Regions from separate parts of the Mus musculus genome. Here regions 1 and 3 are each linked to region 2. A link is a contact called in public HiCAR-type and promoter capture Hi-C data. All regions are on one chromosome and are shown on one strand. Each heading gives the region's core, a stretch centred on a gene start, on an enhancer-like site or on the middle of the called end of the contact. The rest is flanking DNA. Distances are from core to core; before and after follow the strand shown. Region 1 overlaps Tada2a (transcriptional adaptor 2A). Region 2 holds the start of Mrm1 (mitochondrial rRNA methyltransferase 1). Region 3 holds the start of Bcas3 (breast carcinoma amplified sequence 3).

What was found. Promoter capture Hi-C pulls out the DNA fragments that hold promoters and counts their contacts. HiCAR-type assays count read pairs that join an accessible place to other places.
Region 1: a HiCAR-type map of astrocytes shows a contact between it and region 2, with 6 times the contacts expected there. The contact joins the enhancer-like site here to the promoter of Mrm1 in region 2. A contact is called at or near these places in 7 of 39 promoter capture datasets (the 3T3-L1 cell line, the HPC-7 cell line, cranial neural crest and 3 more), 2 of 15 datasets of contacts at CTCF or cohesin (embryonic stem cells and large pre-B cells), 2 of 484 Hi-C or Micro-C datasets (bone marrow-derived macrophages and stem cell-derived motor neurons), 18 of 115 datasets of contacts at active chromatin or transcription factors (PVALB interneurons, T-cell acute lymphoblastic leukemia, astrocytes and 15 more) and 1 of 9 other capture datasets (liver).
Region 3: a promoter capture Hi-C map of erythroid cells shows a contact between it and region 2, with 12 times the contacts expected there. The contact joins the promoter of Bcas3 here to the promoter of Mrm1 in region 2. A contact is called at or near these places in 1 of 39 promoter capture datasets (erythroid cells), 6 of 484 Hi-C or Micro-C datasets (CD8 T cells, embryonic stem cells, natural killer cells and 2 more), 1 of 115 datasets of contacts at active chromatin or transcription factors (memory CD8 T cells) and 2 of 9 other capture datasets (macrophages and pancreatic islet).

The regions. Positions count from the first base shown.
Region 1 is chr11:84,099,758-84,102,457 of GRCm38.p6, forward strand. All of the region lies in intron 8 of Tada2a (transcriptional adaptor 2A), which reads right to left. Among named protein-coding and RNA genes, the nearest start is that of Tada2a, 28 kb to the right of the region's middle. Within about 2 kb of position 1,369, at least 21 of the 459 cell types and tissues checked have an H3K27ac peak or open chromatin away from gene starts, as enhancers often do. A contact at or near this core is called in astrocytes, pancreatic cancer cells, stem cell-derived neural progenitor cells and 1 more, where this site is marked.
Region 2 is chr11:84,818,221-84,820,963 of GRCm38.p6, forward strand. It overlaps Mrm1 (mitochondrial rRNA methyltransferase 1), which reads right to left and starts at 1,295. Exons shown (of 5, transcript NM_145433.1): 1 at 617-1,295; 2 at 380-473. The coding sequence starts at 1,152. Dhrs11 (dehydrogenase/reductase (SDR family) member 11) reads right to left here. Exons shown (of 7, transcript NM_177564.5): 7 at 2,508-2,743.
Region 3 is chr11:85,351,885-85,354,584 of GRCm38.p6, forward strand. Bcas3 (breast carcinoma amplified sequence 3) reads left to right here and starts at 1,280. Exons shown (of 24, transcript NM_001166643.1): 1 at 1,280-1,349.

The sequences.
Region 1 (2,700 bases), core at 119-2,618, 720 kb before region 2:
CTACAGTGTAAAACCATAACTCAAACAAACAAAAAACCAAAAAAACAAAACAAAACAAAACAAAAAACCAAAAAAACAAAACAAAACAAAAACAAACGAAAAAGAGGGGCCACTGAGATGGTTCAGTAATAAAGACACATACCACCAAACCAGACAATCTGACTTTGATCCCTGAAATTCACATGATGGAAGAAGAGAGCCAACTCCTACAAGTTGTCCTCTGACCTCCATATTAGTGTCATGGCATACACACATGCACACACATACCACACACATAGAACTAAATAAATTACCCCCGCAAAACACCCTCAAAACCAACAAAATCTTGATGGTATTGTACAATGCTAAGGACAGACTTGAGAATGGTTCTGCTACTTGCTGCTTGTATATAATTTCCAGTTTCTCCATCTGTAAAGCCAAAATAATGGTAACTCTCAACTCAGAGGGTCTTGTAAGTATTAGATGACTTCACAGAGCTAAGTGAAGTGGTGCATACCATAAGCCATGCAGTAGGCTAAAACAGAAAAAAAAGAGTTTGAGAGCAGCTTAGGTTACATAGCAAGACCCTGTTCCAATAGAAAAAAAATTCATATATGTGAAGGACTTAAAATGGCACCTGGCAAACAGTAAATGAAATATATCTTAGCTATTAATAGTAGTATTAATGTTAGTATTATTATAGCATTTCTACCTATGCATATACAACTGGTTTCTATAAAATGAGAGACAGTAACAAGTGAATGCAGAAAGATCTGCTGGACCTCTGGTATACAGTTAAAGGTCTAAAAGCTGGGAATTTAAATAGAAGAAATACACTGTGGAGAATAAAGGGGGTCCATGGCTGGCAGAGGAGCCTTGATGAAGTGAAGTTTCACAGAGAGATGGCATGCATGTTTGGCATGGTGGCACATGAGTGAAGTATCAGTGTGTGAAAACAGACGGACACAGCAGGATTCCAGGACAGCCTGATCCACAGGGCAAGTTCTAAGTCAGCCTTGGCGACAGAGTTAGTCTGAAACCAACCAGCCAGAGGGAGCGCAAACTATGCTAGCATATAACCCTGAGAAGCCTTGCAAACCCTGACTCAGCCCACAGTGCCTGGTGCCTTCACTTCCCTGGGTTATAGGACAATAACCAGAAAGACGATCCACCCATAAGTTTAGGACCCTGGGACATTTTAAGAAAGGGGTTGTCCACATATTTAGAGAGATTTTTTTCCGCAGATAAAAAGAGGTGAGCCTAGTGGGCCGGCTCACTAAGCATCTGCCTGGAAATCTCACAGTGTCACAAGACTGGAGACTTAATGAGTCCTCGTTTCTTTCTGCACCAGCAATAGCTTATGTCAACAAGGTAGGAGACAGTACCACTCACGAGACTACAGAACTTCCTTATTTTCCTCAGACATTGCTGTACGGGACATGCGTTTCCTGGACCCATGGTAGGAACCTTCTGGTATACTTGGAATGTAATTAACTATCACTCTATTGCACCCATGACTCTATAATAGACTACAAAGCTGACTTTATTGGATAAATTCCATGAATCAACACAAATCTTTGGGTGACACAAAGAAAGCTTGTTGGCATCAGCCCAAATTCCTTTCAGTATTATGAGTGAGGGAGTCTGAAAGGAATGTTGCTAATGCCCAGCTGTATTAGAAGTACAATGGTATGGAATAATAACACCAGCCTGCATTGCACACCATCATCCACTGGACACATGTACACCCTGACTAATTGGTGTCATTCTTCACTGATATGGGACACAAAGAAACAGGACTCCAAGGACTTGCCCAGGATTCCACAGTGACTCAGAAGCAAGCCCAAGCTTGAATCAATGTCCCGATTCCCACCAATCTGTGCCCCTCCGTGTGCCAGGTATGCTTAAACGTTCCTTCTTGTTCCTTCCTGAGTCTCTTGGGCTCTTGGACTACTTTAGTTATTGTTCTGAGAGATTGCTGGGGACAGCATGTGTCAGCCATGGCTATGCTGTCAGAAAGGCTACTCAAAGAGCTCAGAGCCATAAACAAGGTACTGACAGTGTGCTGCCAGGAAGACACGCCCTTGATCTCCAGTGCTTCCCAAATAGTCTCTTTAAGAGCAGTTATCTGTGTATCATACAGTTCACAACACTCAGTCTCCAGTGTGGAGGAAAGTGACACATCCCAGTAAATGCAGCACCCAGGAGCTGGACATAGAATCAGGAGTTCAAAACTATCCTTGCCAAAAAAAAAAAAAAAAAAAAAAAAAACACCAACCAACCAACCAAACAAACAAACAAAAAAGTTGGGCGGTGGTGGTGCATGCCTTTAACCCCAGCACTTGGGAGGCAGAGGCAGGCAGATTTCTGAGTTCGAGGCCAGCCTGATAACAGAGTGAGTTCCAGGACAGCCAGGGCTACATAGAGAAACCCTGTCTTGAAAAACCAAAAAAAAAAAACCCAAAACTCTCCTTGGCTATAAGGCAAGTTTGGGACTCTAGGCTATGTAAGACGCTGTCTCCATTTCTAACATGGGAAGCGGAGCTGGGGAAACAGATCAGTCGGTAAAGCTCTTAACCTGAACCCACTTGAAAGAAAGGCTGGGCGTGGTGGCACATACTTACAATTCTCGGGGAGTTGGAGACAGCCACATCCCCAGGGCTCACTGTGCATCTAGTCTAGTCTACCTGGCAAGTTCTGGCTAGAGTGAGAGGCTGTCTC
Region 2 (2,743 bases), core at 45-2,544:
ACACAGCTAAAGAACACTAAAGCTCGCCCCTTGGAAAGCCTTGTTTAAATCGCTTTGAAGTTGAGCTTCCGGGTACCCACGACTCCAGTCCACCAGCTCCCTGGAGTACTGCTGAAGTCCCACGGTTGTCAGACATTGACTTGCCGACACAGGTGGCCATGGCGTGTAGTAAATGAGACGAGGAAATCCCTAACTTCAGACGATGCTCTATTTAAAAGGCCCTGGGATCTTTCCTGGTGGGACTTAGAAGGTCGTAGGAATCAATGCCACCACGTCCCTTCTCTTCCTCCTCCCCCAATCCACTGCGTTGGAGATAGCTTTAACATCCCTAACTAGAGTCATCGCCTCCGCCTCTTCTTCCCCTCTCGCCCCATTTTACCTGCAAAAAACCGGGCAGGTCAGGAGTGGCGAACACGTCCATCACCTCCATAGCCCCAGCGCTGGCCTTGCTGACTACTGGAGTAAGCGGACAGCTGCAAAGGATCCCCACGATCCGTGTTAAAACCAGAAAATCTCTAGCCCCGCGCCCTACACACCCCGGGGCTCCCCGCCCAGTGCTTAGGAGCTTGGCTCCGCCTCCAGATTGGGCGTAAACTGAATTAAGGGACGTCCGTGCCTGTTTCTCTGGCTGGTGATGACTCTGTCTACGCCGAGGAAGTGAGCGGAGCGCATCACAGCCCCAAGATTGCGGGGATCCTGGAGCCCCTCAAGGACGAGCCACAGCTGCTGAGGGTCGTCGCCTGAGCTCGTGTCTGCCGCCTCATCGCAAGGCCGGGGTCGCAGCGGGCTCACCTCCATGCACACGCCCTGGTGCACTTGGTAGCCGCACAAGGCATCCAGTTTCTGACGCCTGGGCCTCAAGACAGGGATGCCCCGAGCCTCGGCCACCCGGAGCAGCTCGGCTCGCTCCCCCTGCAGCCCAGCCTTACCGGCCTGGAGCAGGAGCCGGGCCACGCGCCGACGGGCAGCCCGCAAGGCCAGGAGGCATGGGGACAAGCCAAATAGACGTTCCAGCCGCTGGGCCGGCGCCAGGTCATCCAGAAGCAAGCGACTCAGCTCCTCCCCGCCAGGCCGTTCCCCGCGCCGAGCCACCGAGGAGAAATGGCGGGCAATCAGGCGACTGAAGCACCCGACCGTCCAGAGTCGCCGCATTGCTCCAGCAGCGCCCGAGACTCCACTGACAGACAGCTGGGGAGGACCCGTTGACCTCCCACACTTCGTCCCCTCACAAGGACTGCCCACAACCTGACCCTCGAGCCAAGACAGTCACCTCCCAGCCTCCCACGTGGGTCCCCAGCTTCCGGGTTCTGGAGGCCCAGCCCCCTGTCCGATGACGCACATGTGCGCTTGGCGGCAACCACGTCTCCACTGCACCCCCTACAGGAGTGAGTCGCACTGCCTCCGCTGACGCAGGCGAGCCTAGAGGCTGTGCTGGTGCTGAGCTAACCTTGGACTGCTCCCGGGTGAAGGAAGAAGTTAGAAGGCGTTCACCTGCTCGTCCTCAAAGACCACCGCATGTCAGTGGTTTGGCCATCTGTTCAATCCTCAGTCTTGGAGCCATCCTACATCCTGGCACAATGTCATAGTTGGGACTTTCTCCCAGAAGCATATCCTGTCAGACCCTCAGCACCAGCCAGCAGAACCCCTAGAATATTTCCCATCTCCCGAAAGCCCCAACGAGCCTACGGTATTTCTGCTGACAAGCAGCCGATGCCCTTGGCCCATGGTAATTCTACGACTTCCTTGCTCACTGCCCAGACTGGCTCTTTTCAGCCTAGTCTTTTAAAATATCTTTTTAAACCTTTTCCCTTTTCCTAATGATTCCTTTTTTTTTTTAATGTGCATTGTTGTTTTGCCTGCATGTACATCTATGAAGGTGTTGGATCCCCAAGAACTGAAGTTACAGTTGTGGGTGCTGGGAATTGTACCAGGGTTCTCTGGAAGAGCAGCCAGTGCTCTTAACATTTGAGCCATTTCTCCAGCCCCCACCCCCTCTTTTTTAAAATCAATGTCTCACTAAGCAGCCCTCATGGATGGCCTGAAACTCGTTGTGTAGCCCAGGCTGGCCTCAAATCCACAGAGGTCTCCCTGCTTCTGCTTCTCAAATGTTGGGATTAAAGGTGTGCAATAGTATTAGTATACCTGGCTCCAACTTATTTTTCAAAATTCTTTCACATGTGCGGGCATATTGTTTGTCCGTGTGGCTGTGCACCACATGTGTGCCTGGTGGCCCAGCGAGAGAGAGGAGGATGTAGGACTCCCTGGGACTGGAATCAACATGGGTCCTCTAGAGCAGCAGTGGATGTACTTAATTATGTATTTTGGGGACATTTGTATCCTTGGCTCCTATGGCTGGCCTGGAACTAACCATCTCCTGTGCCCACTCCAGAAGTGATGTTCCGAATCTACCCACCTTCCTAGCTACCTGGAAGGAATTCTGAGACACCAACCACACTGATCACCAGGAAGGGGGGAAAAAACTGAAAGATACTTCTGAAGGTAGAGTAGGTTGTAATCTCTCTCTTTAATTGTTACAGTGAAATGTAGTAGGAGACAGACCCTGATACTCTGTAGCCGTGGTAAGGACCCCAGGGTGAGGGCCAAAACTTGGCTGGAGAGCTGGGGGGGGGGGAGGCAGGAGGGTTGGGAAGGGAACCTGGAACCCTGGACAACCACACAGGTAAAAGATGAGGTCTCTGCTGCTCCAACCCTAAGGGGTGGGGGGTAGGGTGTAAGAGGATAG
Region 3 (2,700 bases), core at 30-2,529, 530 kb after region 2:
GGTCTTGGTGTTTCGTCACAGCAATAGAAACCCTAACTAAGACATATGGCCATGGAAATGAGTTTTTTTGGCCTTGACCACGACCTCCAGCTAACTCTTGACACTGATGACATGCCTAAAAAGTCTACTTTAACCTGTATGATAGGCAAAGGTACTTTTACGAATTCCTTGTTGGTCATACCTAGCCGCCTAGTCCACATCTAGGCAGGAGCATCATGTCCAAATTCCAGGCCCGTTTATTATTTTTAAAAGAATTATATCTTATTAAAAAAGATTTTTTGGAAGGGACAGTGTTTTCAAACTTGGTGGCACTGGACTGGCTTAGAACTTGTTATGTACACCAGTGCTGGGAATATAGGGAATATAGTGCATGTGTTACTGGAATCCCATAAAAAGAGATTTTGGTACAGGTTACTAGGTGCTCAGGGGAAAGATATATGGGAAAGCTAGGAGTGTGATTGTGGGTTTCTTTAAGCAAGAGCTCCCGGCCTACGACTACTTGAGACTCCATGAACCCTTAAGACGTATCCAATGCCATCTTGCAAAGCCCCAGGTAGTCTTCTTAGACTCTCTATGGATCCCTATATTGTGCAACAAGTTCCCCCTTCCAAAGTCTGGGGCCTCTCCATTTCCAGATGTTCACGAACATCCATTCCTATGACAGTAACCATTAAGGACTCCAACAAAATTTCTTACAGGCCCCCTTATTCAGAGCAAGACGTACTCAGCAGGGGACTGAACACGGACTGCCAGCCTAGACTCCCGGAAGGTAAACACAGCGCCGCGGGCGGGGTGGAGGGCGGGCTCGGGCAGCCTGAGTGGTCAGGTAAAAGTGATTGGCAGCTGCCACGTCCACGTGCTTTTAGCTTCAAATCAGCTGTCGCGAGAATTCGATGTAAACACACCAGTATACCTGGCTTCGGGCTCCTCGCTGGAGACTTCTGGCTGAGGTCCGCAGGTATTTGGTGCATGTAGCGTTTCCTTAAAACAGAAAATCCACCAAGGTGCCTCTTCCAGGCCCGCAGACACGCCTGCCTTTTCTCCCCTGCCGCCTGCATTCACAACCGAACCTGACCCACCCGCTTCACCCGAACTTCCATACTGTTGTGTTTTCCCTCCAGCCCCAGCGGATTGGATGGATTCTGAAGGCGGGTCCGCCTCTTTCCTACTCGCTGGTTGGCGAAGCTGACCTCCAAGGGCGGTGCCGCGCCGGGGCCAGTTTGCTCCTGGGATTGGCTGATGCGGTGGTTCCGCCGAGGCGTGGTAGGAAGTGCTAGCCGTCAATCACGAGGGAGACTCCAAACAGTGAGCCTGAAGCTGGAGAACAGCGTTTACCGGCGGAGCGGCCGGTGAGAGGGCTGGCGGGTCTTTGGCTTAGGGGAGGTTTGGAGAGGGAAAGGGACAGGCAGCATGAGGAAACAGGGCTTGACCAGCCCCAGTTGACGGGGAAAGGTGCTGAAACTGGAGGAGAGCTGGGCAAGAGGCCAGAGGGCGGCCGGGGGCAGTGGTGGTAGGGCTTTGGAGGTGAAGTGTGGAGTGTTGTTCCCGTGACTTTGGGGAGAGTGGGGCCCGAGGGGCTTTCGAGGAGCTGTTCTCAAGTGACAAGGCCTTTAAAGGACAGAGGTGGGGAGACTGGTTCGGGTAATAGAGGGTGGAATGAAGATGAGAGTACTGAGGGGTCTGGTGAAAGGTACTGCCTAAGAAAGGGGTAGCTGGACTAGTTGGGACAATGGGTTGTTTGGGTTGTATAGGAATGTGGGGATCAACAGTTTGGGGTTTTTCAAATGAGGTGGTACAGTGAACCCTTCTTAAAAGTGATGCTTTTAGGCTGTGGGCTTTCCTGAGCCTTGTAAGACATCTTTAGTTCTGTTGCCAGTCCCCCTTTAACCATAATGAAGCAGACTCTGTACTCTCCAAACCACCTCTATGATTCAGAAACTCATTAGATAGTCAAGGTCTGGGACTTACTTAGACTGTGGGAAAATCCAGAGGCTCCTTATATTATACGAGTTTATATTCCAAATTTGTTTACACGCTGGTGATTACGTTACAATAGCTGGAGGTTAAAATATTATTTAAATGTGGCTACACAGTTTTATCTGTCCTCAACAGATTTATCTGAAGGCAGAGTGGTATCCTGTTACGTGTATTTGTTCTGAGGCTCACATGGGCCATCTGGTCTTTATATGGCTGTGCCCTTAAGGTTGACTTTGAACTCCTGATCCTCCTGCCTCTGCCTCTCAGGCATGCATATGCATCACCACCTGTGACCAGCTTTTTAAATTATTATTATTATTATTATTATTATTATATTTTTAAAAATAAAATACTAAGAATCTCAGGCTTACATTGCCCTTGAACTCAAGGCAATTTCCTTGCCTCAGCCTCCTGGGAACTGGAACTGCTGGTATGTTATGTCCCACTGAGCTTTATATTTGCATTTCTTTATTTTTCTTTTTTTAAAGATTTATTTATTTTTATATATGTAAGTACACTGTCGCTGTCTTCAGATATACCAGAAGAGCGCTTCATAACCCATTACAGATGGTTGTGAGCCACCATGTGGTTGCTGGGAATTGAACTCAGGACCTGTGGAAGAGCAGTCAGTGCTCTTAACCCCTGAACCATCTCTTCAGCCCTATATTTGTTTTTCTAAGTGATCCTGTGTTATATAGTTCCCATTTAGTTCTCTGTCTCTTT